Linked DNA regions of Mus musculus: region 2 is linked to region 1. A link is a contact called in public HiChIP or PLAC-seq data. All regions are on one chromosome and are shown on one strand. The core of a region is the stretch at or near the end of the contact, and the rest is flanking DNA. Distances in the headings are between cores, read along the strand shown.

Evidence for each region. HiChIP or PLAC-seq counts read pairs in DNA pulled down with a chosen protein or histone mark.
Region 2: a contact with region 1 is called in an H3K27ac HiChIP or PLAC-seq map of embryonic stem cells, with 2.3 times the contacts expected there. The contact joins the promoter of 4930431P22Rik here to the enhancer-like site in region 1. A contact is called at or near these places in 1 of 39 promoter capture datasets (the C10 cell line), 9 of 484 Hi-C or Micro-C datasets (the N1E-115 cell line, bone marrow-derived macrophages, cerebral cortex and 4 more) and 8 of 115 datasets of contacts at active chromatin or transcription factors (the 230-238 cell line, SST interneurons, embryonic basal ganglia and 3 more).

Annotation. Positions count from the first base shown.
Region 1 is chr14:76,597,761-76,600,576 of GRCm38.p6, forward strand. No RefSeq gene overlaps it. Among named protein-coding and RNA genes, the nearest start is that of Serp2, 42 kb to the left of the region's middle. Within about 2 kb of position 1,346, at least 180 of the 459 cell types and tissues checked have an H3K27ac peak or open chromatin away from gene starts, as enhancers often do. A contact at or near this core is called in the N1E-115 cell line, SST interneurons, cerebral cortex and 6 more, where this site is marked.
Region 2 is chr14:76,758,654-76,761,469 of GRCm38.p6, forward strand. 4930431P22Rik (RIKEN cDNA 4930431P22 gene) reads left to right here and starts at 1,478. Exons shown (of 2, transcript NR_153763.1): 1 at 1,478-1,722.

The DNA of each region.
Region 1 (2,816 bases), core at 96-2,595:
AGTAGAGAAGCAGGCCATGGCCACCTGGAGAGAGGGGAAGGGAATGTGGAGCAAGGGTGCAAGAGAGAGGCAGGAGCTAAAGTGGGTAAGAGGAGGGGCCAAGCAGCCCCTTTTATACTGGGTCAAGCCTACCTGGCTCTTGCCAGGTAATTGTAGGGAAGAGCATACCTGGCTGCTGCCATGAACTGTGGGGGTGGAGTTTATACAGAATACCAACACTGTGTGCATGGCAGGGTGGGGCTGGGGAGGAGTCCTATTCAGCTTCTATTTCCACTGGGAATAAAGAGGGTGGTGGATCCTTTTCCTTTTGGGTTAGGGGGTGGATGCCTTCATCTCAGAAGGCTGGACAGAGGTTTCTCCTTGGGGAACCAGGGCAGAGGCTTAAGCCACCTCTCTAAGCCAAGACCCCTTGGAACCACTTAACTTCCCAGGAAGGAAAGGGGAGGGGGCAATTCCCTAGTCTGTAGACCTGGGAAAGGTCCATATGGAAGCTCACTCCTTTGCTCTTGGCCACTTGAGCTGTGAGTAACTAAAGTGTAGGCACCTGGCAGTGGTTGTCTGGGGGAAGGGAAATCTTGCTCTTTTTGTTTTATTATTATTATTATTACTATTATTACTATTATTTTTAATTTACATTTCAAATTCTATTCTCTTTCCTCATTTCCCCTCTGAAACCCTCCCCCACCCCATCCCCCTGCTCAATAACCCACCCACTCCCACTACTTTTTGTTTCTTAATCTATTCTAGCACCGAGGCAAACATCAGGAGTTTTGACGTTTTCCAGAGCAGAGAAAAGAAACTGATACTCAGCCTTTCCTAGGGTTCAAGGTGGGGAGGGGAGGGCCTAAGATGCAAATGAGGGAGGCTGGGATTGAGCTGGGAGCGCATGTTCTTTCTGTCTCTGAAGCTGGGCATCCTCAGAGGTTTTGGCTGTTTGTCCTGAATCCACATGGCTTCTGTGGTGGCAGCGCAGTGCTCCCGCCACCTATCCAGCTCCTCCCCTATGTTCACGTTGTACGTGCAAAGCTTTCTGCTGGTCTTGCAAAAGTCACCGGACTCTGAAGGTCCCCAAACTGATAGAGTGGGGGAAGAAACTGGCTGTGAGGCTCAGCAGCAGGAAACACGCTTTAAACACAAGGCCCTGGGTTCCACCCCCACCCCCTGCCCTCCAGCACTACAATAGCCAAATCGTAGAGAAAATGGAGCAGACCTTCAGCCACCCTATCATAGAGTCATCTATTTGCTGATTTCTGAATGAGACTTAAGAGTTTTCCCACCAGATCTGGGACGCTCGGGGCAGTTTGCAGAGGCCCAAAGCCAGGTGCTGTAGAAGCTGTTGCCAGTAACAGCTAGAGGCAAAGGAGGGGTCAGTTTGCTCTGGGTTGGAGACTGGAGATGAGGGCTCTGCTGGGTCTTAGTGCCTGCTCGTTCTGCATCTCTAAGTTGGCTTTTTCCTGTTCTCTCCTCCTCACTGTATTTGAGTGGGGCACAAGAAAGGAACTGGATGGCATGACCTCTCCATGACATGGTTAAGACTTTTATTGTAGATTTCAGAGAACAGCCAGAGGCATCCGGAAGAGGCCAAAGCAGAGAGAGAGAGAGAGAGAGAGAGAGAGAGGTAGACCAGGGCTAGGGAAGTTGGAGAGAGCGAGGGAGAGAAGAGTGGAGATAGCAAGATAACAAGAGATAGAGAACAGAGCAGAGAGGGAAGGGAGAGAGCGAGAGAGAGAGAGAGAGAGAGAGAGAGAGAGAGAGAGGTAGACCAGGGCTAGGGAAGTTGGAGAGCGAGGGAGAGAAGAGTGGAGATAGCAAGATAACAAGAGATAGAGAACATAGCAGAGAGGGAAAGGTGGAGGGGGATGGGGGGGAGGGGAAGCGAGAGAGAACGGGAGAGAGCGAGGGAGAGAGCGAGAGAACACAGAATAACAAGAACAGAGGTAAAGAGAAGGATGAGTAAGAGAGGGACGCTGGGGGAGTTTAGGCATGAGGAGGAGGTGAGGAGATTCTGGGTGGAAACTTTGAAATGTATAACAGGTACTTTATACTGATGCGGAGGCAGCCTGGGGACCAGCATGGGCTTTGATAGGCTGACAGGTGCCAAGTGTAGCCTTCTGTGCCCAGAGGTAAGGGAAAGGGTTCCCAATTCACAGATCCTGAGCAGTGCTGGCTCTGATCCAACCACCAGAAACCCTACAACCCAGCTTCGGCTCATTTCTGGATATGTGGGCTGCCTTTTAGCGTTTGGGGAATCAGAGTCTCTTTTGGATCTGACATTCACTGTTGGCTTTTGTTTCTGTCCCATCATGCCTGGGACCCTATTTTTGTTTCCTTTCTCCTTGGCACTGTTTCCTCTAGTTGAGGGGAAAAAAGTGTTCTATATTCTCTAGATCACCGAGATCATTTATATTCTCATCACAGTTGCTCACAAGTTGTAAAACTGAGGGAAAAGGGAGTGGGTACTACAGAAGTTCTTTGAATGGTGGATACGGGCAAGATAATATTAGGAATTTATTAAGTATCTTATTGGTCAAAGAAAACACCACGAACAGGCATCCCTTCCCACTGGTCAATTAGGAAGGAGAGGATACAGGCATCTACTCCCATGTCTGTAAAAATATCCAGAGGACTCTGACAGAGGTGGAGGTGGGAAGGATCTGGAAGGTTCCGAGGTAACGTTTGTCTCTCTGAGTGGTCATCAACAAAGGTTGTCTGCACAGGTGCAGGGCCTAAACATAAACTGGAGGATAAAAAGAAGCCTGCAGTGGGGATAGCAATAAGAAAATTTACTAAGTCAACAGGGGAGAAAGTCTCCACAG
Region 2 (2,816 bases), core at 228-2,727, 160 kb after region 1:
CATTTGCTGGAAGCAGAGAATCTAGGGAGCTCCTGGTGCGTGTACTGGAGGCTGAGGATCTGGGCTGCTTGTGGTGTGTGCTGAAGTCCAAAGGCCAGAGAGGTATGCTGTCCAGAAGAAAATGGGTCTCCAAGTTCCAGAAGGGTGGAATTTGAACTGTTGCCCTAGGAAAATCACTGTCAAAGCACTGTTAGGCTGTAAGAAGTTAGGGCAGGGTGGGTGAAACTAAGCAGATGCCCTTGCACAACAAGTACCTGGCTCTGCCTGTCTCTGGGTCTCCATCCTCAAAGTGAAAGGTTGAGACTACATGAGTTTCTCAGGAATTCTAGAATCCCAGATCTTTCTAGGGATTAGATAGGGAGAGAAATAGTTATGGAAACCAATGTTGGAAGTCTTTGGCATACAAAGCTATGGAATTAATTGGTCAGAGGTCACCACACAATCTAGGCTTGTGATTCAGATGGACCAAAAACTAAAGCACTGATAGGCAGAAACTATCCTCAAAGTTTTTGCCAAAGAAGTCCCACTTCTCACACCAGAAGCAAACTCACCATAAGGCAAGACGCTGATATGTAGAAAGAGCTCAGAGACAGGGAAGAGCATCGTAGTGTTGGTTGGATCCTCATACAGTACAGACGCAGAAGCACAGTTTCGATTGCTCCTGTCTGGTGGATCAGTTCTGAGTTTGCAAGAAGGTAAGGTCATAGACCTGAGTGTCTAGGGCTGACCAATTAGTGTCGTATGATCTCTCAGGGGTATATCAACTGGTGTCAGCTTGTTGGCCTTGTTTAGGCAACCACATCCAACACAACTTCTCAGTGGGGTCTTGTCACAGAGCAGCCATGTCAGACACGGGAGACCTGGGTTGGGACGATTAGCATTCTGGTCTCACCAGGTTGGAGTGTAGCCTGCAGAGTTGCTGCTGTGGTTTTCCTGCTCTAGAGAGGCATCACTATGCACCATCAGGGAGCTGTCACTATAGATTAGGGGGAGTCTGTTCAGTTTGCTGATTCTCTTAGGGCTGAATCCTCATCATGTTTTTCCGCCCAGACTTCAGACCCCAAGCTTTGGTAGTCTGGGTGGCTGAGATGGGAACTGTCACAGAGTCTATGGAATCTACTGCACACTGTGAGATGAATCTGGATGTTATTATACTATGTTTTTTATTGCTGTTTAGTTTTTCCCACATGCATGTTATTATTCCAAAAACAAACCTGTTAAATAATATATTCTCACATATTTGGTTATGGCAAGAACTTTCTTATTACTGACCATTGTTTCTGACTAAGCCAGGTTAGAAGAAGACCGACTTTTGAAGAACATTCTAGGCCAATCTCTGCTCTGTTTAGTACTGTAATGGAGGGACCCAACTCTGAACTCATTTTGACATGCTACCTTGGGCATTCTCTGGTTACTAGGGACCATATAGAATATCCCAGAAGCTCCGTCATTCTGATCCTAGCAACACAGAATAGGTGGCCATAGTCCTTGGATCACTCTGACTTGACATGTCATTTCAAAGCTTGAGAGAGCTGATGGCAGGAACAGATCCTTCATACCACGCTGCCACATGTCCCATGAGTCTCCAAGGGTCTTGTGGGCTCTACTTCTGAGTGTCCCAGCAAGACTACGATCAAAAGATCATCCACTATTTTCTCTCATAGTCCTTCTTTCAAGCAGAACTCATCACTGGAGGTTCTGTTGACATAAGACAGAGAGAAGGTTCGAAGACGATAATAGTTATTACTGACAGTGTAGTCCATGCACTCATGGCAGCGGGGGGGGGGGGGGCACTCATTATATTTGGGAGGCTTTGAATCCCCTCTGCCCTTGGAGCCTGGCCTTAGATTGACCCTGAATGAAGAGCAAGGCTCTCCAAGGGCCACTGTCAGCACTCCCCAGGATGACTACTACACATGGGAGGAGTCAGGGTGTGGGGGTCCTGTTCTGACTCTGTCATCCTGGGCCCCAGCCATGGCGGTTTCATAACAGAAGAAAGCTAAGCTGCGAGCACGTTGCTAGGCTGTGGCTATTTATTTTTATAAATGAGCCCAGGCTTAATTTAGAAAGCAGCTTTTGCTTTTGCTTTCTACATCCCAGCATCGGCTGTCTGTCTGGCAGGCAGGCACTGTCAAAGAATCTCATTTCTGACCCAACAAGAGCTCGTGGGTGGATAGGGGCAGCAAAGGGGTTGGCGGAAGGCCGATGCCAGCCAGGCTGCATTACAGGGAGGCAGAGACACGTGGCTGTGCCACTAGTGTCCTATTCTGCTTCCGTGTGAGCTTCATTTGTGACACCTACGTAGTCCTCGCTTGGAATAGCAGGGTGAAAAGCAGCCCTGACGCTCACGTCTCCTTTGATGAGCTACACACCAGCATACAGCAGAACAGAAGGCCTTGGGAAAGACGGTCCAGTCAGGTGCCAGAACGGGTGACACCAACGATCTCTGTTCTTTGGAGGCAGCTATTTTAATAGAGCCTAATTACAGTGGCTATTTGGATGTGCAAGTATTTTGATTTAGCTGATAAATGCCATTTTTTAAAAAAGCAAACGAATAAAGTGGACATTTTACACTCCACTTGTGAAGCTTGATCTCCACTAATTGTCAACCTCCATGTTCAGGAGTCAAGGGTATATATAGTTCAGGGACAGGGGAGGGAATGGGTGGTAGAACTCCAAAATCAGAGACTATCAAGAGCCAGGTAATGGTTAAAACAATGTAAGCACAAGGGGTAACGTGCCTGTCAGATGGGAGCATATCCAGCCCACAGGAAAACAGGAGCCTATAAAGTAAAAGAAACAGAGCCAATCAGATC